Linked DNA regions of Mus musculus: all the other regions are linked to region 3. Evidence: chromatin contacts called from public ChIA-PET, Hi-C, HiChIP or PLAC-seq and Micro-C data. All regions are on one chromosome and are shown on one strand. The core of a region is the stretch at or near the end of the contact, and the rest is flanking DNA. Distances in the headings are between cores, read along the strand shown. Region 1 overlaps Mrc2 (mannose receptor, C type 2). Region 2 holds the start of Polg2 (polymerase (DNA directed), gamma 2, accessory subunit). Region 3 holds the start of Limd2 (LIM domain containing 2). Region 4 holds the start of Tanc2 (tetratricopeptide repeat, ankyrin repeat and coiled-coil containing 2). Region 5 holds the start of Milr1 (mast cell immunoglobulin like receptor 1).

Region 1 (4,876 bases), core at 181-2,680, 810 kb before region 3:
TTTTTTTTTTTTTTTTTAAAGAAGGAAAAAGAGAAAAAGAATAGCAAACAAATAAAAACCTTCCAGAGGCTTGAGAAGTCAGCGTTTGTGCCTCCTTCTCTGCAGAGTCTGACCCCCGCAGCCCTGTAGGGACAGATGGCAGCTCTGTCCAGTTGTTTCTGTAGCCTGCCATTTTGCCTCTGAGCTTTTGGCTCTCCTCAGGAGACAAGTCGTCCCTGCCTACAAGCGTGTGAACTTGGGCACCTGAGCTCATTGTCCCATCAGCTTGAATAGGGCGTAGAGGATCTCCTAGGGTTGGGCTGTCGGAAAGATGCTTAAGGATGTGGTGAGTGTCCTTACCAAGTGCCTCTGAGTGCATGCAGTAAGCACTCCATAAATGCTAACTGCTACTCTTATTTCTAAAGTTTTTTTTTATTACATTGTGTGTGTGTGTGTGTGTGTGTGTGTGTGTGTGTGTGTGTGTGTGCGTGTGTGTGTGTAGGGTGAGCAATATGAATACCTGGACCAGAGTGGGAGCAGAGGGTCCCTAATGTCTCAGAGGACCGACAGGGTGACTGCAGGAGTGTGGCTGAGTGGGTGCAGGCCAGGACGCAGTGGCATGGTGGATACTGTAAGGAAGGCTGCCAGTGGGAATGGCTGATCTGATCTTTAACAAGTTCATTGTAACCGCGGTAAGGGACACAGACAATGGATGGGAGATGGGGGAGGGGAAGCAGAGGAAGCCCTTGCAATCATTAAGACCTCAGAAGATGGTGGCTGGTTTGGCCTGGAACACTAGCGGTGGTTTAGAGGCGTTGTGCGTTCTCAGGCTTACCCTGTCCAGGACTTTTAAAATCTTAGTTCTACTTGTTTTGGATAGGCAGTGTGGTCATGTGGTTCAGAGCCTAAAGGAGTGAAAAGAATACATAAAGACACCCATTGAATGTTCTCGCTCCTTCCCTTGCCCATCCACCCTGGACGCTCCTGCCATGATGGTTTTCCGAGTCTCTTTCCAATGTTTGATTCAGGCTGGGGGAAGCCACTAGGAAACATGGGATCTGGATTGCCCAGGGGGACAGCAGATCAGCTGCTTTCTGCCGGGATCAGATGTGCAGGATGAATGGGTGGGACCGCCCAAGACAGAAGAACTCTAGAGAGTCCGTGAGCTGCATTCCTGAGTGTGTGTGTGTGTGTGTGTGTGTGTGTGTGTGTGTGTGGGCTCCTCCAGCTGTCCCTACTCTGCAGCTCTCACAAGACCCATGGGAGATAGGTAGGCCAGGCATTCCGGAAGGGACGGAAGGGACCGTCAATCCAAAGTAAGGTCCTTAATGATTAACCCACTTTACCTTCAAGTGATTTGCTCTCCAAACAGAGGCCAGAGTAGCCCCTTTGTGAGTCGAGTGCTTTGCTACTAGCTGTGGCTCAAGGGTTGCTCTTCAGGCTGCTGGGAGCGGCTCTGAGGGCAGGGATGCCAGTGACCATTGCCCTGAGAGAGAAGGAAGCAGCGTGGTAAAAAGCAGTGTGAGCTCTATTGGGTCATTTGAGTAGTTGAAGGAATGAGGCTCCAAATGTCCAGTGCCACCCATCTATTTGAGAGAGAGACAGAGAGAGAGAGAGAGAGAGAGAGAGAGAGAGAGAGAGAGAGAGCATGTGCATGCCAGCAGCTGACTGGGTAAGCAAGCCTACTGACCCCAGCAGCCCCAGAAATCTACCTATCTGTACCCCCAAGAGTTACGAGCATAGGCAGCTGCTGCTCCTGGGTTTTATGTGGGTGCTGAGGATTCGAACCCAGGCCCTCACCCTTCCAGGGCAAGCATGAATTGACTCCCCAAACCTTGACAAGTTAATTTTTCCTTTTCTTTCTCTGGTGACTGGAGTCTTGCCAGAGGCCACATTCAATCCAAGTTTGTCCTACAGCCTCTTAGGCCTGGGGGCTCCCCAGAGAGTATGTTCTAAGCCTTCCTGCAGAAGAGTTAGGGAATGTTCCCGTAGTTCTCTGAGTGGTCAGGAAGAAGGCTCTGGACCTGGCCACTTGCCCTCTGGCTCCCAGCCAGTTCTAGTTTTAGAACATGTGACAAGGACTTCTATCTTCTGGTGGGGCTCAGTTCAGTTGACCACGAAGCATCTCTTCTGTGTGCCAGGTTCTCTGCGGAGCCTGCTGAGTGGCAGATGGCCTGAGACCTGTCCCAGGCCTGAGCGAAGGGCACTGTCTACCAGGCACGGAGCCCAGCTTTCCCTTGCAGGTCTGAACTGGCCCAGCTTCGAGCACCTGAATATTCAGTGACAGCTCAATGAATCCATGAATGAATGGGAAGACAGGGCAGCTCTCCAGAGAACAGCATTCCCCTATCTCCTATCAAAGCAGAGATGGCCTCCTCCCAGGTACCCTGGCAGAGCAGGCCTGGCCCAGTGGGCAGCTCTCTGAGGCCACAGGGGCAAGGAGCCAGCCAGCCTCACCACATGGCTATCCTGGAACAGAGCCGCCCAAACCTGGTCAAGCTGCCTGGACCAGTGGGGCAGGAGTCTCTGGCAGACCTGAGGTAAAGAACTAGCATCGTGAGGGAAGGCAGAAAGGAGACACTCAGGGAAGTCAGAAGAGGACAAATGAGGGATTGAAGAGGGTCCAGCATGAGAAGAAAGTGCCCAGATCTTCCCGCAGGCCTGACTTTCCTTAGGAGGGTGTTGCCAAGAGGCCTCAGGGAACTGCTGACTTCAGTCTTTGGCTCCCATCAGAATCAGCTCCATTGCATCAAAGGGGAGGGGCTGGCTTTAACCCTTCCTTGTCTGAAAAGCAAGTAGTTACAGACACTAGAAAGAGGTCTGAGCAACTGCCAGGCACCAAGGTTCAAGGCCATGTATTCAGAGAAGCCAAATACTGAATTTATCAGTTGGCTGGTGGCTTTTCTGGGGATCCCAGGCAGTGACACTTTTCTAGTTCCATCCATACTGTCTTACTTCCAGACACCCCTGAGGTCTGTGGGGTGTCTAGCTGTCCATAGGGGAGACACCTGGCCCTCTGTTACTGTGGGGTGTCCAGCTGTGTGTGTGCGTGTGTGTGTGCGTGTGTGTGTAGACACCTGGCCCTCTGTTACTGTAGGGTGTCCAGCTGTGCCAGGCAGGGGGAGACACCTGGCCCTCTGACACTGTAATTCCATCAGCTTCTGCAGATTTGCACTGTCCTCCTCCCTTGGAATTTGAGGAAAGTGCGAGGTGTCCTCCACGATAAGGACAACAAACTGTTATTAGACACAATCTCCCCTTGCTATTCCAGTGGGTTCATTCCACGATCTGCTGCTGCTCTCTATATGCACGGCTGTCCAAGTCCAAGCCCCTTGTATAAAATGCATTATATAAATAGTATCGTATATAGTCTCCATTCCCTCATATATGTTAAATAAATGCTCGAAAACCTGGTCCTCCCTGTTGGTCAGCCCTCTCCTACCACCTCAGTTTCCCTCTCCTGGACTCCACAAGCCATTAAAAACCTTGTTCTCTTCTCGCTTCCTTGGCTTTGTGCTACTGTTGTTAATGCTGTGAGTGTGGGTGTTTTGCCTGTGCATGTGTTTGTGGACCACACACAGGCTTAGTGTCTATGGAGGCCAGAAGTGGGAATTGGATATCGTAGAACTGGAGTTACAGGTGGTTGTGAGGCACTATGTGGGTGCTGGGAATTGAAACCTAGGTCTATTGGGTGAGCAGCCAGGGCTCTTGACTGCTGAGCCCTCTCTGCAGCCCTTCTTCCAGGGGCCTTTGTTGCAAGTGCTGGCTCTGAGACCCCTGAAATCCCTGCCTGGAGCTGATAGCGAATGCTATCTGTTCTCTTTGTCACAGAGCTCACGGGTTGGGTGCATGGCTTTGCTCAATAGACTTAACAGATACTATGAACTTCAGAGGGCTACTTGAGTCACACAACCTCCCAAAGGTAAGCTTCCTCCCAGGCAACACAGGGTTAATAACACAGGTTGATTGTGAGGGCTGCAGCCAGAGTCAAGGGCTCATTTATCCCCATGGTAAGTTCACAGGAAGTGCTCCCTAAGTGGGGCCCACAGGCTCACTTCACCTCCATGTGCGTCTCTCTCTATGGAAACCTCTGTCCAGGTGCCTCCTCCTCTTTATGGGCTCTCATCCTGGTGCATAATTAGCTGATGTGGTATGGCAGTTGTGATGCTGGCCATAGGTTTGGTTTGTGTCTGTGGTTTGGTGGTAGTTGCGCTTGCCTGGGTTCAATTCCCAACAGTGAGAAAGCTTGAGAAGATTCTGGGACCCACCCAGGGCTCTTCAATCTCGCTCTGATGGAGTCGCTGATTCACAGAGGGAAAGATGGCCCCGTACAACCTGCCTCTTTACAAACTTTTTACTGATTCTTTTTGAGTTTCACACCACGCACCCCAATCCCACTCATCTCCCCATCCCCTCATATCTGTGTTCCACCCCTGCAACCTCTGTCCCCAAATAAAAAGCAAAGACATCCCATTCTGGAGGCTGTAGTGTGTCACAGAGGTCATGAGCAGGAGAGCCAACCCCTGCCTTTTGATCAATGATGAAACATGACCCTTTGAATACCAAGAAGTCAAAAGCAGACCTGTGGGTTGCTGGAGCCAGAGGTAGACACGAATTCTCAGTGTCTCTCTCATGGCTGACTTCATTGGAAACAATCCTGGTTATCTGGGTAAATCCTTGAAATCATTTTATATAGAAAAGAACACAGTTTTCAATAAAAGTTTTTTTTAGGCCAGGCAGTGGTGGTGCATGCCTTTAATTCTAGCACTCAGGAGGTAGAGGCAGATCTCTGTGAGTTTGAGGTCAGCCTGGTCTATAGAGCAAGTTCCAGGATAGCCAGGGCTACTGATAGAGAAACCCTGTCTTGAAAAACAAAAAAGCAAAACAAATTTTTTTG
Region 2 (4,615 bases), core at 352-2,851, 620 kb after region 3:
GCTGCTAAGCCTGAAGTCTTGAGTTCTATCCCCAGGACCCACACGATAGGAGGAGAGAACTGACTTCCATGTTATCCACACTGAACTCAAAATCTCATTTTCAGTCTGCAACTTTGATCTAAAAGACTGAGAGGTAAAAAACAGCTGATGTTTGGGGGACATGGTGAGACTGTTTAATCAATCAATACCAAGAATACAGGATAAAATATACTACAATCTAATTGCATTTATCACCGGCTTGCTTTATTTTGCTTTAAAAATTTAAGGTTACAGTATATACTAATTTTCACAAGCTTGGATTTGTAAGGTGTTGTTAGCTACTCCATACTGCTAAACGGCAGAGGCAGCATTTCCGAATTTGTTATATTTGACTTTAAAGATGTGTATCTCATCTTCTAGCTGACAAGCTAAAAAATTACCTGGCAAAAAACCCCACAAAAAAAAAAAAAACAAAACAAAGCAACAAACCAAAAACAAACAAACAAACAAAAAACACCAAGAAAAACCTGAGTTGCCAGGCAGTGGTGGCGCACGCCTTTAATCCTAGCACTTGGGAGGCAGAGGCAGGCAGATTTCCGAGTTCGAGGCCAGCCTGGTCTATAGAGTGAGTTCCAGGACAGCCAGGGCTACACAGGGAAACTCTGTCTCAAAAAAAAAAAAAAAAAAAAAAAAAAAAAGAAAAACCTGAGTTGATAATTGTATTTAAAACTGGAACAGAGGAAGTCTTTGAAAATGCCTTGGTATCAATGAAAGCATGTGACTGATTTATATAAGGTCCTACCTCTATAGTTTTAGGTTTGCTCGTCAAACTGAATGCTTTACAAATTTCTTCAGGAATGATGCCTCGGACCTTTGCCTCAAGGTGGATCACTCTGATGTTATTAAAAAAAAAAAAAAAAAAAAAAAAAGGAACCTGGTCACTTCTTTGCCTGGAAGCCTAGGGCCGTTGCTGTCTCCAAACTCGTGCAAGACTGCTTTTCCACCCCAAATCTGTTCAGAAGCACGAAACGCGAAGAGCCATACCGTGAAGAAGAGTCGCCCGTAGTTTCCCAGAAGTTTTTAATAAGTTCTCAAGAAATGCCACTAGCTGTTCCTTACTCGGCTCTCTGTCTTGCAAGATTTCGCGTATACTTTCTGGAGAGACTAACCTGAAGGCACTGTCCCTCGGCTGCGAAGAGCCCGGCTCCTGGTGGAGGGAGTCCACCGCGAAGACCTGCTCCCTGAACACCACCATAGAGGACCACCACTGTGAGGCTAGGTTCTTTCGTAACTCTACACCCAAAGGTCCAAAGCGCGCGTGGCACCCGCTCAGCAGAGCAGCCGTGCTGAGCTGCTGCGGCGTCCCGCTGAAAAAGTGCCTCCTCCGGCAGAGGTCTACCAGCGCCTCGCGGGCCACCGCATGCTCGGGGGCGTCAGGCTGCTGCGTCCCATCTGCGGGACCCGCGTACCCGGACAGCCAGCACCTGCAGGCCCTGCGGCAGGCCCTGGCGCCGCCACCGCAGCGCATCGCTTCAGGAGTCGGAACACCAGCACCTCCCGTGCAGAGCCGCAGTTTCAAACCTACACCAGCACCAGGGCCTGGGGTGCAGGCACAGCGGAAATGGACGTGCTGTAGACCACGCCCCCGGAAGAGCGTCACCCGCTGCTGAGCAGCAGCCGCCTTGGGCGTATCCCGGCCTCCGCGGCTGACGCCAGCGTCTGATTGTTTACTACCTTTGGGATTTTCCGTTTGGTAACTCCACCTGCCTCACATTCACTTGTTTAGCTTTTACCACAATCCTGTTACTATAGAGTTAGCATCAGGTTTTCCGAGCTGCCAAACAAAACGAAAAAAACCCCTTCCAAAATGTTGTCCTGGACGGTACTGATGTGAGGCTTAGCGTTCAGTCTCCAAGGGAATGTGTTGTGCACTTTTAGTTTATACTAATGCTGGCAAACATTATCACCAATGGCCACTCCACTCTCTCCCGGGTGTGGCTGGACAGACAGGGTGACCAGGTCTTAAAAAGGGCTTCGGGAATTTATTAACCACCTCCTTAAAAAGAATTTTTTTTTTTTTTTTTAAAGATTTGTGAGTTGCTGTCTTCAGACACACCAGAAGAGGCCATCACTACAGGTGGTTGTGAGGCACCGTATGGTTGCTGGAAGAGCAGTGCTCTTAACCTCTGTACTTCCCTTCTCGTAGAAATCAGTTAATACCTGACTAGGACAAAGGGGTGTTTTTGATACTGGAGTTTGATTATAAGGTGCAGGACTGTTGTGGTAGCTCACTCCTATGTTAACATATGCATAAGGGACAATCTCTGACTTCAAGGCCAGCTTGGCCTATGTATCAAATTCCAGGATAGCTGGAATGGGGAAGGCGGGGGTGCAAAAACCCAGGTAAGAGGCCTCTACGCGAATAAATAAATGAAGAGAATGGGGAGAAAAATCACATTTATTAGTTAAGACAACCACAGGCTGGACACAACACACATGCTAAAAAGTGGACTGTCTTTTAAAACTTCAAAGGTAATTTTTTCCAAGCCCCACAATCATTTCCATAATTATTTACAAAATAAAAGGTCCACATTAAGACATTGAACAGTAAAATATGTAATAAATGCTCCAATCTACACCTATACTTAAAAATCATGAATCTGACTAGCCATGCCATTGAAAACCACTCAGTACTAGAGGATGAACCAGTTTTCAATGTTATCAGCCCTGGAAAACACGCCCAGCTCCCACCCCCAGCACATTCTATTTTGTTTTAACATTTTATAAATAAGGCATTAACAATAAGCCCATTTTAAAAACAAAAAGTTAAATAACTTCCTTTAAGACTTTTGTCCTGGGCAAAAAACACACCAATTTTTTGGGAAGACATTTAGACCTACTTATAGCCATTCTGAAACAAAGCTGTTTGCTGGTGATCCTACTTAAATCTAAAGCTTTCCCCCCAATCCTTCTAGCTGTTAAGCCCATAGTGAACCTAACCCGAAAACTTTACTGTGCTTTTGGTTATGTCGTCTTCCTTGTGACTAGCCTACAAGACCCCTAAAATCCCCTGAAATAATGTGGAGACATTCCTGACTTCCAGGTGTGGCTATAAGCACTCTGGCAAGTCCTCGAGGACTAGGAACCTACAAGGTAATCCTGCACTAAAGACACAGTGCACACAGCTCTTGGGCTAACAGTCTTTCAGCTTCGCACATTTCGGCAGTTGACAACAAAACCAAGAGATGGAATAAAATTTTGATAAAGCAAAAATGTCATTACTTAAAACTGTTTTGCAAAAGAAATCAACATGTATTTATATAGTTACTGTCCTGTAGTTCACTCTTAAGGAAAATAGGCTATTAAATGACTTACTTCCCTGATACTGAAAAATGACAAAGCTTTTATCCAATAAATCTGGAATTATAAAATCCATTGTCTCTAACTTCTTCCCATACAAACAGATCATCCTAAGGGCCTTCTGAGTTCCTCTCCTAAATCCAGGAATGGGAAGTAGTCAACTTTCCTTGTGTAAAAATAAACACCAAAACAAAAATCCCCCCCAAAAACACTATCTAAGCCAAGTTGTACATGACATTATATATGTAAAATAAAGTACAATTTCACTTAATTCAGTCTTCAAATATCTTTTATTGGAAGGCCATGCATTGCCTTCATTTATTGTATTTGAAATCACTGTACAGTTACTTTTGTGAAAACACTGCCTGCATTTTCTAGTACAAAAAAAACCTAAAAATTGTTTCAGGAATGTAGAGAAATATCCAACTTAAATAGCGAAAAAAGTGCACCATAATTACTGCTGCACTGCAGTCATTTCTGCATTTCCCATGTTTCTTAAATAACTATCTTGTCTGATAACACACAATATAAAGAGCAATTATGAAAAACAGACATTTACATATACTTCTAAAGTCTTATTGAGAATACCCTGTTGGCATGGGATAGCCAATCATAGGCGCAGCAGCTGCGGTAGCAGGATATGCATATGCCTGTTGGTTCATACCATTGTGCATATTTGCAACATTACTTCCATATTGCTGAGTGCTATCATAACCGTTCTGGTAAGTCCCTGTTGGATTACCAGTCCTAAAACTGGTCTGTATGCCAGCAGATACAAAATTACTTCCAAAGCTCCCATTGGTGTAATTTGCAGCACTGTAAACACCATTCTGAGTTTTAGCCCCAAAATCTCTCTTAAGCAGATTAGAGTAGCCTCTGTCATAGTTTTCCCTGTCTCTAAAGGTATTAAATCCACCCCTTTTGCCTGCAGAGTATCTGTCACGACGATCGTCCTTCATGCCTCCTCTACCCCTGGAACGACCTGTCAAGAAAGTAAGTGGAAATTGATCAATTTTTATCTGTGGCATAAGTGTGGTAAGATAGGAGAGAGTTAGATAGCTCTATTTATGTTGGGTCTTAAGTGCTTTTAGATTCTTTAGGTTTCAAAATAAGAAGTACTCATTCTTCCGATCCCACTTTGTAGACAAGAGGTAACTGCCACCTACCAGAAACATCTCTTACGAAGATCCTTACCTGAACCTCTGTCTTCGACCAACTGAAGCAACTTGGGATTAATTGCTTGATTAGCTTCCCGAAGCACAGAGATAAGGTCGCT
Region 3 (5,074 bases), core at 277-2,776:
GAGGGAATGGGTGTTAAAGGGGTCTCAGGCCGTCTTGGTGCCTGAGTCCACCTCCTTGTGGGCCCAGAGCTCCTTGTGCTGTTTACGACCAAACCCTTCATCGTAGTTGCCTTTACTCTTAAACAGCTGCTGAAAGTGAGGTCTGCAGTAAAATTCACCGTGCATTGCAGCATAACTGCCCAGGCTGTGGAAGCAGAGAACATCTGGGTCAGTCTGGGGCAGGGCGGGAAGGTAGGGTAAGGGTGGGCAAGTAGGTGGGCAGGCCGGGACAGGGCAGGAGCGCACCTGAGTTTGGTGTGGCAGTGTTTGCAACAGAAACAAGAGTTGTGGAAAATGAGCTTGTCTGCCACCAGCCGCTCCATCGGGTACACAGTCTTCTGGCAGGCTGCACAGGTCTCCTTCACCTGAGCCCGCAAGCTAAAGGACTGTGGAGTAGGAGCAGAGTACACTTAGCAAGAAGCCGGGTTAGCGCCGACCCTTTCCTCTGCCCACACCCACCCTTAGGACCCTACCTTAGACCGCTGTACCGTGCTGCTGCCACTGCTGCCTTTGGCTTCCTGGGGGAAGAGGAAGAGTCAGAGGGGTCAGCTCTCCGGTGGCCCAGCCCACATCCCAGGGGCACTCGAGGTGGCACAAGGTGCCAAGCAAACAAGCTGCTCTTGTCCCCTTGACTCCTCCCCACCTGGCTGGACACCTACATGAGAGGGGGTGGCCTGGGCGGCTCCGGCAGCTTGGAACATGGCTCTTCAGAGGTGCTTGGTGGCCCTGGAGGAGATGCCGAGCCAAGAGGGTTCTGCAAGGGGAAGTCAGTCAGTGGGGCCCCATGAGCCCTCCCCCACTCTGCAGGCTGGGGTGTTTTTAGGCAGGGGGTTGGGGGGCTGCGGTTGGGACTTTCCCTAAGTCATTTCCTGTTGCTCTGGGTCTTGCCACTTCCGCCCCTCACCCACCCCCAACAGCCTACCCGCCCCTCATACAGCCCCCAAGGGTTAGGGGGTCCCTGAGTGGAAACATATGTGGAGACAGAACAAAGTTAGCGAGAGTGGCCGGGGACAGGGGCTCCACGGTCTTTGCCTGTGGGAAGCACAGGCAGAGACCCCGCCTGGGATGAAGGGAGGTCAGCAGAGGTCTGGGCAGGGTACCGCCAGACCCGCGCGCCCCCTCACCGGGCTTAGACGTCCAGCCCCTAGACAGTGCTGGGCCCGACCTCCTGCCTGGCCAGGCTGCGCTGCCTCCCGCGCCCGCTCTTCGGGACCCCAGACCCCGAAACCCCACCCCACCACGAGCCGGCCCTACGGGACCGACGCGAGCCTCGGGATCCCCGCGAGCGCAACGCGCGAACCGCCAGGCGGCGTCGGCCCCGCAACGCTCCGCGCCCCTCCCCCCGGCCGCCGTGGGTCTCACCGGGCCCGGCCTGCGCCGCGGGGCGGGGGTCGGTCGCTGCGGGACCGCCTCGGGTGCAAGTGGCGCGGGCGCGAGCTGCCGCCGCTGCCAGTGGTCCCCGAGCGGCAGCCGCCGCCTCACCGCGGCGCCGCCCCCGCCGGCCCCCGCCCCGCGCCCGCCCATTGGCTCCGCGCGCCCGGGGCCGCCTCCGGGAGAAGCCGCCGCCGACCCCCCTCTGTGCTTTGTCTTTCCCTTGCTCGCCGTCCCCCCGCCTTTGTCTGCCCCCACATCGCTTTCACAGCCCGCGCTCTCCCGCCTCCCGGAGCCAACCTCCTCTGCCGCTCGTGGAGAAGGGACGACGGCGGGGACCGAATCGCAGATCTCGGGAGGAGACGAGTTCAGCCTGCGATCGACACGCAAGGCTCTTCCGGCGCGGACCTTCAGAAATGGCCTGGGCCTTTACTGCCTCGGTTTACCCGTTAGCCGTTGTGAACGCAGTCCCATTAGCTCCGCCCCCTTCTTGCGCTCTTAAGACCCAGTAGTTTGAGGCACCCCACTGTGGGGACTCGGGAGGCAGGTCCACTGGCAGCCACGGAGTCCTACAGAGGAAGATGGAGGCGGCTCGTAGTCCCTCCGTATACCCCGATGTTAGGCCAAGGGAGCCGGCGGTGGGCCCATGTCACTACTGAAGGGGTGTGACAGATCCGCTATCCGAGAACTGCAGCCTTGTGGTTTCCGAAATCACCAGCCCCCTTAAGCTCGACATCCTAAATGGTTTCTGTGACCAGATTTTGTGGGATTAGTAACCTCGGGCCTTGCCATGGCCCAGGTCAAGCCCCTATCTGAAAGGACCCACTTCCTTGCATCAAGCACACCTTGTTCCACCGAAGGGAGCAGAGAGCCATTTAGGCTGGAGTTGTTTAGAGAACAAAGTGCAACAAGAGCTGCTTTTGCCGCTCCGCCCCAGCCCACTGCACAGCAGGTTGAGGGGAAGGACTCTAGGCAGCAGCATCTAGGGCACAGACTTCTGCTGAGGGCTTTGCCTGAAGCCCAGCTGGAGACTGTCTTCACACAGCCCTCGGCGACATATTTCCACACCCCTGTAACAGGAATAAAACTGGTGGCTCTAGCGCAGGCCCACGCGTGTCAGGGAACAGAACAACTTACCGCCTCCTGCCTGGCAGGGGAACAGGGAGGCAGCAGGCAGCATCACCCATCCCCACCCGCGCCCCACTGTGGTGCTAATGCACCCACGCTGAGCTTCGCTTTTCTCCCTCAGCCTCAGGTCGATGTTTGCCTGCACTGAGGCTCAGCCTGGACTTCGTAATGGGTGTTCCTCCACAACTAGGGGTGACTCTTCCTAGGAAAAATTATCCACACCTATCATCAGATTCTCCAAGGGAGCTGTTTTGTACAAGAAGGGTGAAGCCCTTAGGGACACCAGGCAGCTGCTCCGGGGCACTGATTGGCAGCCCGCCCTGCTGGGACCATCTGTGGGCAGAGCTGGAGAAAGCTACCACAGTCAGCAGTTAGCTAGGAGGAGGAAGGATCGAAAGCAGCTAACTGTGGGCCCACGCCAGCGTTCTGAGTTCGAAGCCACCCAGGGCTACAAGTCATATCCTGGTACACACGGACACACACACAAAAAATTTTTTTAAGTATCTGAGAAAAAGTTGGGCAGGGGCTAGAAGCGCTGGAGTGTCACATGAGCTTCTGTCACATGCCATTTCAGGTCCCCTAGCCTACCTCCAGTAGGAAAATTTTTTTAAAGTTTCTTTAAATGTTCTGTAGTTGTTAGACAAGATCTCTAGCCCAGGCGGGACTCAAACCAGCTATGTAGCAAAGGGTGATGTTCAATCCCATCCTCTCGCCTCTACCCCCAAGTGCTAGGTTTATAAAGTACTCTGAGCCATGCCCAGTAGAGAGAGTCCTGAGGAGCTGGGGAGCAAAACATGGCGCTTGCCAGGCGGTGGTGGCACACGCCTTTAATCCCAACACTGGGGAGGCAGAGGCAGGCGGATTTCTGAGTTCGAAGCCAGCCTAGTCTACAGAGTGAGTTCCAGGACAGCCAGGGCTACACAGAGAAACCCTGTCTGGGGGGTGGGGGGGACACACGACATGGCACTTCACGTCTGCTGTGTGAGTACTCTGCCAACCAAGCTGGACTCCCAGCCTCAACTGTAAAACTTCCTAAGAAAACATAAAGTTTCCTTGGGGAGCATTTGATGGTCTGAGAATTCTCAGAAAAAAGGGGCATAAGACCTCAGCCAGAGGTGAGGGCCTCACCCAGGGGACTGGCAAGGTGGAAAATGCTGAGCTGGGGTTGTACACGTGGGCATGCACAGGAACAAGGTCAGAACAGGTCCCCTTGCTCCTCATCCCTGGCTGCCAGCCAGGACGACAGGTTCTTGGGTTACACTTGCTGGGTATTAGTACCAACCATAAGGAGACAAACATCAGGTTACAAGACAAAATCTTCCACCCCTTGCTGCCCAGAGGTGGGCTTGGCTAGTTGCCAGCACTGGTACCCTTTCTGATAATTTTGCCAAGGCAAAATCTAATACTAGGGCTGGCAAGATGGCTCAGTGGTTAAGAGCACTGACTGCTCTTCCGAAGGTTCTGAGTTCAAACCCCAGCAACCACACCCGTAATGAGATCTAACGCCCTGTTCTGGTGCGTCTGAAGTCAGCTACCGTGCACTTATGTATAATAATAAATAAATCTTTGGGTCAGAGCAAGCAGGGACTGAGCGAGGGGAGTTTACCAAAGTGAGAGGAGCTGACCGGAGCGAGTGGGGCTGACCAGAGCGAGCAGAGGTCCTACACCACATGAAGGCTCACAACCATCTGTACAGCTACAATGTACTCACAAACATAAAATAAATCTTTTAAAAAAATTTTATACTCAAACTCTAGGGAATTAAGAGACCACGGAGCCGGGCGTGGTGGCGCATGCCTTTAATCCCAGCACTAGGGAGGCAGAGGCAGGCGGATTTCTGAGTTCGAAGCCAGCCTGGTCTACAGAGTTCCAGGATAACCAGGACTACACAGAGAAACCCTGTCTCGGAAAAGAAAAGAAAAGAAAAGAAAAGAAAAAGGTGACCACGGATGTTTCTTCTAAGACCAGTTTTCTAAGAAACTGGTATGTATGCTTATGAAAGAAATCACTGCCAGGCCAGCGGCACAAGTCCACATAGCCCACTCTGGAAGAACCAGTGACCTGCAGCCAATCCAGCCTGGCAATCCCAGAAGCCAGCATACAGGCTCTGAACACAAGGAAACACTGGTGCCATTCCCAACATTCTCTGAAAATTTTAATTTGTTCTGACAATGAAACTAATACAACTTAAGGACTCTTAAGCCCTCAGATGAGGCAAGACATGTATGGCCCTTGGAGGAGGCACCAAGGCAGCAGCTGGCAGGAGGCAGTAAGATGGATTCTTGGGAAAGGAGTGTAATAAATGAGCTAAGATGGTTTCAGGTGTCAGGGCCCACGAGAGGTGGAGATGAGGATGGCCAGTCCCAGCCTTAACTGACCTGGTGCTCAGTAGCTGGGGCAATGCCTGCGGCTGGGCAGGGCCAGACAGCTTAGGACTTGTCCCCTTTCAGCCCTTCAGGACATGGGAACAGAGGGAAGAGGGACTAGGCTACTGAGAGCAAGTGTTGGGAAGAGGATGTGAAGGTCCCTGGGTCAA
Region 4 (4,832 bases), core at 1,179-3,678, 570 kb before region 3:
TCTTAAACCATAAAAAAGCAAACGGATTTTAAAAGAGAATAACAGACATATTATTTCTTTTAAAATATTATTTTTAATATGAGGCTATCTGCATTAGCATAGTATAACCAACCTTAGGGCTGTTAAAATTGTGTCAAGTCCATATGGCAGAATTCAATCTACCAATATTTCATGGTGCTTCGCAATGAGCACCATAATTTCTAGGTGCTGCCACCTGAACTAGTTTGAAAAGTAACATATTATACCCCTGACTGCTTCATAATTTCTCAAGGGAAGGAATGTTATTAGCTTCAGCAAAACCCACAGGAAACAGCTTAGATACAAAATAATCTTTAAAATAAATAAAAAGACTAAAAGAGACGGAAGGAGGGTAAATTCAAGTCTAAAAACAATGCAAACAGTTGGTATTTTTCCACGAACACTTTATTGTATACTATATTCTGTACTAAATATTTCTCAAAGTTTTGTTTAAATTTCATAATCACTCTGTGAGGTATCATGACTCATTCCAAACAGGTGAAGAAAAGTTTCAAAGACTTGCTTAGCACCACGTCCCAGGGTAAGTGGAAAGTGACACGGACCAAACCTGTTCTTTGACTCCAGAGATAACGACATTGTAATGTTTCATTGTGAAACTGTTGAAATGTAACGTTTCTTTGTGGGTTAAAACCTAAACACAGGCACAGTTTCCTTTTGAGGTGTGTATGCAGTTGTGACCATTAACCAGTGTTGACCATTCTAATAATCCAGAAAATTTCCCTCTGATGCCCACCTCACCTACCTCAGTCCCCTGCTCCTATCACCATAGGCAGGTAGGTTTTAGTTAGACTTAACTTTTGGAACTAGTATCAACAGTCCATATGTCTTTCACATGACTAATTATAGTCATACCTCAGAGTTCTACCTCAGAGTTCTCAAGCGTTCACTGGAATGGCTTGCTTTCTGACGTGACTTCATGTCCATTTTTTAAAAATATTGCATTGAAATTAATATTTTTTTTAAAAAAATCAAAGAAATTACATAAGTGCTATGGGGTTGGGGTAGATTCAGATAGACTGTTATCAAAATAAGCAACCAATCAATCAATTTCTCCACCTTCTAAACGGCACTGAAACAACACCCTTGATTGATGCAATTTGTGAATCTATTTCCAATCATGGCATTTCATTAAGAAGCAGATGACGAAAAAGTCATCTCAGTTAATGGGATGGAAGTTCACCCAAGCAAAATATGCAACGATGATTGCTTTGTATCATCTTGTAGCACGCACTTGGGAAAAAATTTTTATTCCAAGAATCCTGCAAAGTTGAAGGGCTGTTTTCGTGGTTTGAAGCAAGCTGAAGACCATCTAGGCAGAGAGTTTGGGGAGAAACATGACTGAATAGCCTCCAATGGGGTCTTAATGTGATGACTTTCTATGCTTAGCCGGGTGCCTTGAAATCACTATAGTTCTTATTGAAGCTGGTAATGACAGAGGCAGCGTGTCAACTTTACTGAAGTCTAGCAAGCTAAGGTTAGAGAACTGTCATCAATTGTTCCAGATGACAGTTTTCTTTCTTCCTCTCTATTTTCCCTCGCCCCCCCCCCGCCCCCAAGCCATTGTTGTTTTTCCTCCCATCCCTGTTCGAAAGGCAACGGTGGCATCTTGAAAGCAGTCTACACATTACCACTGAGACGCAGGAGAGGAATAACTGACACTTGTTGGCGTCGATGACTTTGAGTGACACGTGTGCCTGTGGTGACCAGAGCCGGGGGCAGTCTAGAGGAACGTTCGGGCTATCAAAGCAGGAGGAAAGGCCCCCAGAAGTGGGCGCACGTGACAGCAGCAGCCACCTCGAGAGTGACATCATCTCGGGGGGCGGAGCCAAACTCTTTAGGGCCTTGTCAGCTATTGAGCTTCCTCTCCTCTTCCTTACCAAATGCCTTCGACCCCACCAGTCCAAGCCCCCTGAGGAAACCAGAAATGCCTACACGTCCTGCAGCGCCAGGGCCCCCTCTGTCAGCGCGGAGCCGGGGTTCACCACCACCAGCTCTCGCAACGCCTCCCCGCCCCCAGGCCGTGGAGGGGCGGGGGGCGGGGGCGCGCGCGCTCCACCACGCACGCGCCCCCACGCACGCGCTCTCCCTCCGCGCTCGCGCTCCTCCCCAACCCGGCCCGGAGGGGGCGGGGCTGCGGGCGGCCTCCGAGGGTGCGACGCCCCCGGCGCGGCGGCGGCGCTAGAGAGCGGCCTGCCGGGCGCGGGTTGCTGGGCGCGCGCTGCTCCGGCGGGGCCCGCTGGCCACAGCCGCCTCGCGCCAGCCGCCCGCCCGCCCAGCGCGGCCAGCTGCGAGCGCCGCTAGCGCGGGGCCCCAGGCGGCAGGCGCCGCGCTCCCTCCGCCGCCCCGCGCGCCTCCTCGGGCGGCCCCGCCCCCGTTCCCATCCCCCTCGCGCTCACCTCCCGGCTGTGCCGCGCGCGAGGCGGAGCGAGGCGCCCGCCGCCGCCGCGGTGCTGAGGGGCGAGCCTGTCCCCCCCGCGCCGCCGCTGACAGGAGGACCGCAGCGGGCTGCCAGCGCTCGCCGGCCGCGAGGCCCCGCCGAGCCCGACTGAGGTGCGGATCCTCCGTGGGGCGTCCGCGGGCGGCGCGGTCCTCACCGGAGACCACTGGCACGCGGGCTTGACCCCGAGGTGCGCCGCGCCCCTTAGAACGGCAGGTAAGGGCTGGGCGAGCAGGGAAGAAGGGTCGGTGAGGGTGAGGTGACAGGGGCGTTCGCTTGCGACGCCTCAGCTGCGGGGGCTGGGGCGAGCAGGGAGACTGGGAAACGGACAGTGAAGTGCCTCCGGTGTCGAAGGCGTGGGGAAGGCAGGCTGCCTCCGAATGAATGTGGGACCGAGGGCGGCTTCGGAGGGCTCCGGGGTCTACCACTTGGTTGTCACCGAGGTTGGTCTTGGTATTTGGTACCTGGAGGGTCTTTGGATGACGGGGACCGGGATGAGATGCGAGGCAGATTGCTAAACGTGGCAAGGAATGTGGTGCAGAACGAGTTGCAAAATGTGTCCCTGAATGCAGCATAAAAGTAGTTGTGAAATGTGCCAGGTAAAGGCACAGGATGGGCTGGCCTCTGTGGCGTAGAAATGCATGGTAGAAGTGTTATTAGGAACATGAATAATTCCTTTGGGGAAGGAGGTGTACTATAATAAAAGACTAATGGGGCTTTTGCTACATATTCTGTCGTAGGAGATCGAGAGGAGCTGCGATTTTTGACATGGGGAAAGTACCCACGTGAAAGCAAAAAAAAAAAAAAAAAAAAAAGATTGTCTGATTGTGAGATGGGAAAGGAAAAAAATGGGGCTAAAATGATTTCAGATTTTGTCATCAACATGTAGAGCATCCATGCAATTGTAGCCTGTCTCTCTATTCCAGGTGTGGAATGTTTAAAATGTTTCCCAGAAAACATAAACAATGGTCATTAGCATTAGGAAAAGATTGGATGTCTTTCACTCTCTCCTCTGCTCCTCTCAAGGAAAAAAGAAAAAAAAGAAAAACACAAACAACAAAAAAAGACAAACAAGCCAAGCACCCTGACTGTAATTGTGTGTTCAGGATCGTTAGGCAAAGGGAACGATTTTTCATGTGTCCCTGCCTTGGCTTTTTTACAGGTGAAAATAAGTGGAACAAGGAAAACAGAACAATATGGTGAACAAAAGGGATAAATTTTCAGGCATTTTGAAGGGTTGGAGCCAAAAGCTATGGCAGTGGCTAATTACAGAGCCTGGCAATAGTGGAATATTCTGGTATGTTTTAGCTCTTGAGATGGGATGGTGAGATAAGATAAAAACGCTATACAGTAAATTGGCATAAAATGCAGCAACATGGATACTGTCAATGTAGTTAGTGTTCCTTGTAGCATTTACCAGGTAAATTGTCTTCGGGATGTGAGGGAAAACCAGAAACAAATGAAACAACTGTTCCTTACCTCTCTTCCTCCTCCTTTCAACCCCATCTTTCTCTCTTAAGTGTGTGTGTGTGTCCACATGCTACAAAACGTTGTGACTTCCATCTAAGAACATCTGTGTTTTGAGAGGATTGTCAGAACATACTGTAATTTCAAAAGTAACAAAAGACAGCTAGATGAGCCATTAAAAATAACGTGTGTATACATTGAGTATCTGTGTAACTGAAACAAAAGCAGAAATATTTGATGTGTTCACCAGGGTGTATTTAATTATTGATGATATCTTGGTGTGTTATGTTGGAATTCTTATAAATTGAATTACCTGCGTGAATGTTGTTCTTATTATAGTAATTTGCCAGATAATCTGAAAATTCATAGTGATTGGCTTCGCCCTGGTTCCAGATTCATTCATTGAGGGATCATTTCCTTCAAAAACGAAATTGGATTTTCCTTGATTAATTTTGAACTTTAGTCTTTTCTGAAGATATTTAGCCTTTTCTGAAGAGGCTCTGTTGAGGCTAAAGAGAGAAGAGGGCCAGAAGAGAATAAAGAGCAGTTCTGTTGGGTCTTCCTGTTTTGTTCTGACTGTAAGCCATATGCACTGCCACCCCCTACTGTCTGTAGGAAGAGGTGTTGCAGAACCCTGTTCTTTCCTTGTTATCACTGCCCCCTTGTGTAAGGGAAGAAATTGATAGCTGCAACTTTTGGGAAACAGTCTTTTCAGATTGTTCTTTATCATTGGAGTGGCTATGTAGATCTATTAATCACTTGTTTACTTTAAAGTGCATAGCTAGGAACACATGTTAACCAGATCTTAGATTTGATGTCCCATTTAAATAGTATCTGATATTAGTTAATTCAGGTTGCTAAAAATGCTCAGGAACATGGGACTCTATTA
Region 5 (5,327 bases), core at 1,782-4,281, 590 kb after region 3:
TAATTAGAATCCATCGTTCTGCTGTATTCAAGAGACACACCTCAGCAACAAAGATAGATATTATCCCAGAGAAAAGGGCTGAAAAAAGGCTTTCCATGCAAATAGACCCAAGAAACAAGCTGGAGTAGCTATTCTAATATCTAATAAAATAGACTTTCAACCAAAAGTAATCAAAAGAGACAGGTAAGGACACTTCATACTCATCAAAGGAAAAATCCTCCAAGAGGACATCTCAATTCTGAATATCTATGCCCTATTACTAAAGCTTAAATCACACATTGAAGCATACACTTCAACACCATACTCTCACCAATGAACAGGTCATTGAGACAGAAACTAGACAGAGAAATAATGAAGTTAACAGAAGTTATGGTACAAATGGATCTAACATTTCACCCAAACATAAAAAAAATATACCTTCTTTTCAGCAACTCACAGAACCTTCTCTAAAATTGGCCATATACTCACTCATAAAGCAAGCCTCAACAGAAACAAGAAGATTGAAAAAAACCCTTGCATTTTATCAGATCAGCATGGATTAAAACTGTACTTCAACAACAATGGAAACAACAGAAAGCCAACATATTCATGGAAACTGAACAACTCTCTCCTCAGTGGTCACTAGATCAGGGAAGAAAGAAAGAAAGAAATTAAAGACTTTCTAGAGTTCAGTAAAAATGAGGACACAACATACTCAAAGTTATGGGACACAATGAAAGCAGTTCTAAGAGGAAAGTTCATAGTATCAAGTGCCTTCATAAAGAAGTTGGAGGGGCTGGTGAGATGGCTCAGTGGGTAAGAGCACCCGACTGCTCTTCCGAAGGTCCAGAGTTCAAATCCCAGCAACCACATGGTGGCTCACAACCATCTGTAACAAGATTTGACTCCCTCTTCTGATGTGTCTGAAGACAGCTACAGTGTACTTACATATAATAATAAATTAAAAATCTTTAAAAAAAAAAAGAAGTTGGAGAATTCTCATACAAATTAAAAGTACACCTGAAAGCTCTAGAACAAAAGTAAGCAAACACACCCAAAAGGAGTAGATAGCTGGAGATGATGAAACTCGGACCTGAAATTGTTCAATTAGAAACAAACAGTACAAAGAATCAACAAAACCAAGAAAGACAAACAAGATAGACAAACACTTAGCCACACTAATAGGCAGAGAGGGCAGAGAGACAGTACCAAAATTAAGACAATCAGAGATAAAAAGGGAGACATAAGGACTCTGGGGAAGTTCAAAGATTCACTAGGTCTTCAAAAGCCTGCACTTCACAAAACTGGAAAATCTAAAAGGAATGGATGATTTTGTCGACAAATACTAAGTACCAAAGTTAAATCAAGATCAGGTAAATATTTAAACATCCCTATAACCCCTAAAGAAATAGAAGCAGTCATTAAAACTCTCCCAACCAAAAAATGCCCAGGGCCAGAAGGTTTTAGCGAAGAATTCTACCAGACTTTTAAAGAAGAGCTAATGCCAATACTCCTTAAATTAGTCCACAAAATAAAAACAGAAGGAACATTGCTAAACTCATTCTATGAGGCCACAGACATCCTGAACCACACAAAGACTTAACAAAGAAAGAGAACTTAAGGGGCTGAAGAGATGGCTCAGTGGGTAAAAGCACCCGACTGCTCTTCCGAAGGTCCGGAGTTCAAATCCCAGCAACCACATGGTGGCTCACAACCATCCGTAACGAGATCTGACTCCCACTTCTGGAGTGTCTGAAGACAAGCTACAGTGTACTTACATATAATAAATAAATAAACAAGTATTAAAAAAAAGAGAACTTCAGACTAATTTCCCTTATGAACATTGATGTAAAAATACTCAATAAAATATTTGCAAACCAAACCCAAGAAGACATCATCTACCAAGCAAGATGCTAGAGAGGCAGGAGGGTGGCCGGAAGGTCTTACAGAGCAGCCTGGTGTGACTTACCTCCAGAGGTGATGAGAGGAGCTGAGAGCAATGTTGCTGAGGTTCTGGTCTGAATACGCCGACCTGAGAAGAGTGTGCCAAAGGACTCTCTGAATCCCTCCTCCAATTACCTTCAGGCTGCATGTATAGAAGATGTACCTTATACATCTGGAACCTGTCTCTCACCTCATAGGCAGCTAGGAAGTGTGTGTGTGTGTGCGCGCGTGTGTGTGCGTGTGTGCGTGTGTGGTGTGAAAGTGTTGATCCCATTGGGTGAAAGTAAGAACACTATCACAGTTTTTGAGCCAAATTGCTATGCTGGCTAAGACAATCCATCCTCAGGATTCCGGGAGTATGTCACCAAGGTACATTAATCGGAGGTTTATAAAGAAAGGCAAACCCCAAAAGGCTACATACTTTCCACCTTTGTCCAATCAGGAGCAAGCAAACATCCTGGCATACTCTCTGCTTATGTACCTCCAGCCTACATTCGATCAAACACATCCTGTGCAGATGGGGCAACCAAGCTTGTCTAAAGAAGCAAACAAAGGACTTGTAATCTTAAATGAACAACGGCCGACAGCACGCCAGGAAGTTCTCTGTGCTCTGGAGAGTAGGGCTTACTTGTCAGAGGCATTTTTCATTTTTCTTTTAGGAGGGGGAAGGGAGATGGGGGGGGGAGAGGGGGAGGGTGAGGGGGAGGAAGAGAGAGAGAGAGAGAGAGAGAGAGAGAGAGAGAGAGAGAGAGAGAGAATATAAAAGATCCATTATCGGGGCTGGTGAGTGAGATGGCTCAGTGGTTAAGAGCACTGACTGCTCTTCTGGAGGTCATGAGTTCAAATCCCAGCAACCACATGGTGGCTCACAACTATCTGTAATGAAAAACAAATAAAAAAACCTATGGGCCGGAGTGAAAGGGAAGGGGAAAAAAGGGGGAAAGAAGGGGGAAAAAAAAGAAAGATCCGTTATCACCAAGCAGCAGCTCTAAGTGAGATAGGAGACCTTGCGGTCTGAGCAGCTGTTCCAGTAATATGAAGGACAGTTAAACCAACGAGTCATAGGTCCTGTTGAGTAAACTTGTCTAAATCCTCTCATTTCCTGTGTGTGGTTGGGAAGAGGAATCTCAGAAGCCGAGCCCCATTCTGTAGTAACTCAATTAACCATGGGCGATGGTGACTCGCCAATGTGCCTCTCTGCCGTTTCATTCAAGGGAATAAGATGCTGGCTGGACAAACTGTTACTTTGGGCTCTTACAATTTCTATCACACGTAAGCCTGATTCGATATTTTAAGAATTGACTCTGGGACGGGGGGGCCAGCACTTGGTGGAGCAAAGGCAGGTGGATCTCTGTGGAGCCAGCCTGATCTACACAGAGTTCATGGCCAGCCAGGGCTACCTAGAGAGACCCTGTCTTGAAAAGTCAAAGACGAAAAAACAAACAAGAATCATCTCTCAAAATAATCACATGGGAAATGAGGTTTTTTTTCTCTAATCTTCCATTTTCTCTTTCAGTTCAGAATGCTGCAGTGGATTGTACGAGGGTGGAAAATAACGGTAAGTTTCATTTCCTGAAAGTATGGGCATCAAAATGGTCAGATAGCTGACTCTGAACATGAGCGTTCACTTACTGGGATTTCTGTGTTTTTAGATCGGCAACCAAGAGCAAAGCCTTTCTATTATCTGCTAGGAGGCCAATGAGCTGAGGTTTAGAGAGGGCATTAATTGTAGCAATTTTGTTTTTCCACCTGAAACTTGGCCGGGCAAAATCTGAGATTGTTTTTTACCATGAAAACCTCCAAACTTCCTTTGTTATCACTTTTAGCTAGAAAACCCTCCCGTGATTTTTGTAAATTTTTATTAATTTATTTACTTTTGAGGCTGAGCCTCATGTAGGTCAGGCTGGCCTCAAACTCTATTACGTGGCCAAGGCTAAACTAGACTAACTCCTAAACTCTCAAATGCTGGGACCCAGCCCACCATGCCCACTCAAACCCCTTTTAAATTAATTCAGGCAACTAGTACTATGCCTAGGTAGAGCTCTACTGTGGAGTCAGAGTGCTTTGCTGCTGAGCCTGGCTTGCTGCTGCCCAGCTGGCAAGCCGGGCACACAAACTAATGACTTTTGAGGGTGGTTTCTTTCATCGGTGAGAAGGGGTGGCCCCAATCCTGGTTCCTCTGCAGTCTTTGCGGCACATCGGTCCTTCCGTGTAAGCTAACCACATAAAGTTGAAAGTGCTGTTGTGTGCAACCCAGCCTGTCTTCCCTCCCCTCCCCTCCCCATCCCGAAGCAGGCAGCTTCTTTCTGTGGACTGTTGGTGATAAGATCTTGCTACATAGCCTAGCACTCACTATGTAGCCGAAGCTGATGCTGAACTCATGAGAATCCTTCTGCTTCAGCCTGTTAAGTCCTGAGTGTGGGAGAGCACACAGTGGAGCAGTCTAGATGGACATCTTTGCGTCGGTCTGTGGTGTCAGAGTTTATTGAATAGCAATAAATTCACCAGCTATGTTGCTTCTCTTGGCTGTGATTTTCCAAGCAGTCCTGATTTCTCTTGATAGCCAGCAGTCAGTAAACATGAGTTCTTTTATTCCAATTTTAAATGTAATATTAACTCTCAGAGCATATATTACATATCTTACAGTAAACATACACATGAGTATGTATGTATACCAGCTCACAGACTGGATACCAAAGCCATAGCAGACAGAATTTAAGGAGTTTTACCAGGCCTTACTGAAGGCAATCTCACGTAGCCCAGGCTGGCCTAGAACTCACTAGGTCAGCATAGACTGACCTTGAATTCTTCATCCATCTGCCTCCATCCCCCAAGTCCTGAAATTACAGGAGAAAGAAAGACCCTGGGGAAGCAGGGGCTTCCCAGCAGGAGAGCAGAAAAGGATGTGTCACAGGATCTGAATTAAGGTTGGTTACTTAATGAAAGACTCCAAGCTACAGGTCTGCCCCTGGCTTATAGGAAGTAAAATCGATGATAAGAAAAGTTGGCAGGTCTTACCTGAAAAGCAGTGCAAATGGGAAGTTAAATCCAGTGTCAAAGTCAAACAAAAACATAGAGACCGATGTGCAATAAAGGAATTTTTATCTGGGAAAAAGCAAACGATATGGAACACAAGTGTGTAGACCCGGTGGCCTCTGGCACACCTGAAGAACAAAGGAAAGATTGGGATTGACTGGAGGGGCGGGGGGGACGGGGGACAATTTCCCTAAGGTGCTTGCTTCCACCTGGAGAAGGGGCATATTGTTTTTCTCACTACTGTGAGAAATGAAAGATTCAACTAAATGTCTGACAGGAAGCAACTGGAGGAAGGAAGGGTCAACCTGGGCTCACTGCTCAAGGGGAGATAACCTGGGCTCAAGGGGAGATAAGGCTCTTGATGACGG

What was found. Hi-C and Micro-C count contacts between places; a contact is called where the count stands out from the background. ChIA-PET counts read pairs in DNA pulled down with a chosen protein or histone mark. HiChIP or PLAC-seq counts read pairs in DNA pulled down with a chosen protein or histone mark.
Region 1: a contact with region 3 is called in an H3K27ac HiChIP or PLAC-seq map of extraembryonic endoderm stem cells, with 5 times the contacts expected there. The contact joins the enhancer-like site here to the promoter of Limd2 in region 3. A contact is called at or near these places in 3 of 39 promoter capture datasets (hippocampal neurons, liver and stem cell-derived epiblast-like cells), 1 of 484 Hi-C or Micro-C datasets (embryonic stem cells), 5 of 115 datasets of contacts at active chromatin or transcription factors (embryonic forebrain, embryonic stem cells, extraembryonic endoderm stem cells and 2 more) and 1 of 9 other capture datasets (embryonic stem cells).
Region 2: a Hi-C map of CD8 T cells shows a contact between it and region 3, with 3 times the contacts expected there. The contact joins the promoter of Polg2 here to the promoter of Limd2 in region 3. A contact is called at or near these places in 5 of 39 promoter capture datasets (cranial neural crest, hippocampal neurons, liver and 1 more), 5 of 484 Hi-C or Micro-C datasets (CD4 T cells, CD8 T cells, cortical neurons and 1 more), 5 of 115 datasets of contacts at active chromatin or transcription factors (astrocytes, double positive thymocytes, memory CD8 T cells and 2 more) and 1 of 9 other capture datasets (liver).
Region 4: a contact with region 3 is called in a Micro-C map of embryonic stem cells, with 3 times the contacts expected there. The contact joins the promoter of Tanc2 here to the promoter of Limd2 in region 3. A contact is called at or near these places in 1 of 39 promoter capture datasets (liver), 1 of 484 Hi-C or Micro-C datasets (embryonic stem cells) and 1 of 115 datasets of contacts at active chromatin or transcription factors (pancreatic cancer cells).
Region 5: an RNA polymerase II ChIA-PET map of memory CD8 T cells shows a contact between it and region 3, with 62 read pairs. The contact joins the promoter of Milr1 here to the promoter of Limd2 in region 3. A contact is called at or near these places in 1 of 39 promoter capture datasets (liver), 2 of 115 datasets of contacts at active chromatin or transcription factors (memory CD8 T cells and microglia) and 2 of 9 other capture datasets (embryonic stem cells and liver).

Annotation. Positions count from the first base shown.
Region 1 is chr11:105,351,066-105,355,941 of GRCm38.p6, forward strand. It overlaps Mrc2 (mannose receptor, C type 2), which reads left to right. Exons shown (of 30, transcript NM_008626.3): 30 at 1-80. Among named protein-coding and RNA genes, the nearest start is that of Mrc2, 61 kb to the left of the region's middle. Within about 2 kb of position 1,431, at least 69 of the 459 cell types and tissues checked have an H3K27ac peak or open chromatin away from gene starts, as enhancers often do. A contact at or near this core is called in extraembryonic endoderm stem cells, where this site is marked.
Region 2 is chr11:106,777,936-106,782,550 of GRCm38.p6, forward strand. It overlaps Polg2 (polymerase (DNA directed), gamma 2, accessory subunit), which reads right to left and starts at 1,602. Exons shown (of 8, transcript NM_015810.2): 1 at 1,024-1,602. The coding sequence starts at 1,507. Ddx5 (DEAD box helicase 5) reads right to left here. Exons shown (of 13, transcript NM_007840.3): 12 at 4,534-4,615; 13 at 2,421-4,321. The coding sequence ends at 3,915.
Region 3 is chr11:106,158,650-106,163,723 of GRCm38.p6, forward strand. Limd2 (LIM domain containing 2) reads right to left here and starts at 1,527. Exons shown (of 5, transcript NM_172397.4): 1 at 1,402-1,527; 2 at 699-793; 3 at 513-557; 4 at 286-425; 5 at 1-184. The coding sequence starts at 740. The coding sequence ends at 25. It overlaps Gm10840 (collagen alpha-1(I) chain), which reads left to right and starts at 739. Exons shown (of 2, transcript XM_030246469.1): 1 at 739-809; 2 at 1,111-2,510. The coding sequence starts at 739. The coding sequence ends at 1,912. It overlaps Strada (STE20-related kinase adaptor alpha), which reads right to left. Exons shown (of 13, transcript NM_001252448.1): 13 at 4,325-5,074.
Region 4 is chr11:105,587,558-105,592,389 of GRCm38.p6, forward strand. It overlaps Tanc2 (tetratricopeptide repeat, ankyrin repeat and coiled-coil containing 2), which reads left to right and starts at 2,429. Exons shown (of 26, transcript NM_181071.3): 1 at 2,429-2,692.
Region 5 is chr11:106,748,195-106,753,521 of GRCm38.p6, forward strand. It overlaps Milr1 (mast cell immunoglobulin like receptor 1), which reads left to right and starts at 3,032. Exons shown (of 7, transcript NM_001033435.3): 1 at 3,032-3,195; 2 at 3,440-3,481. The coding sequence starts at 3,090.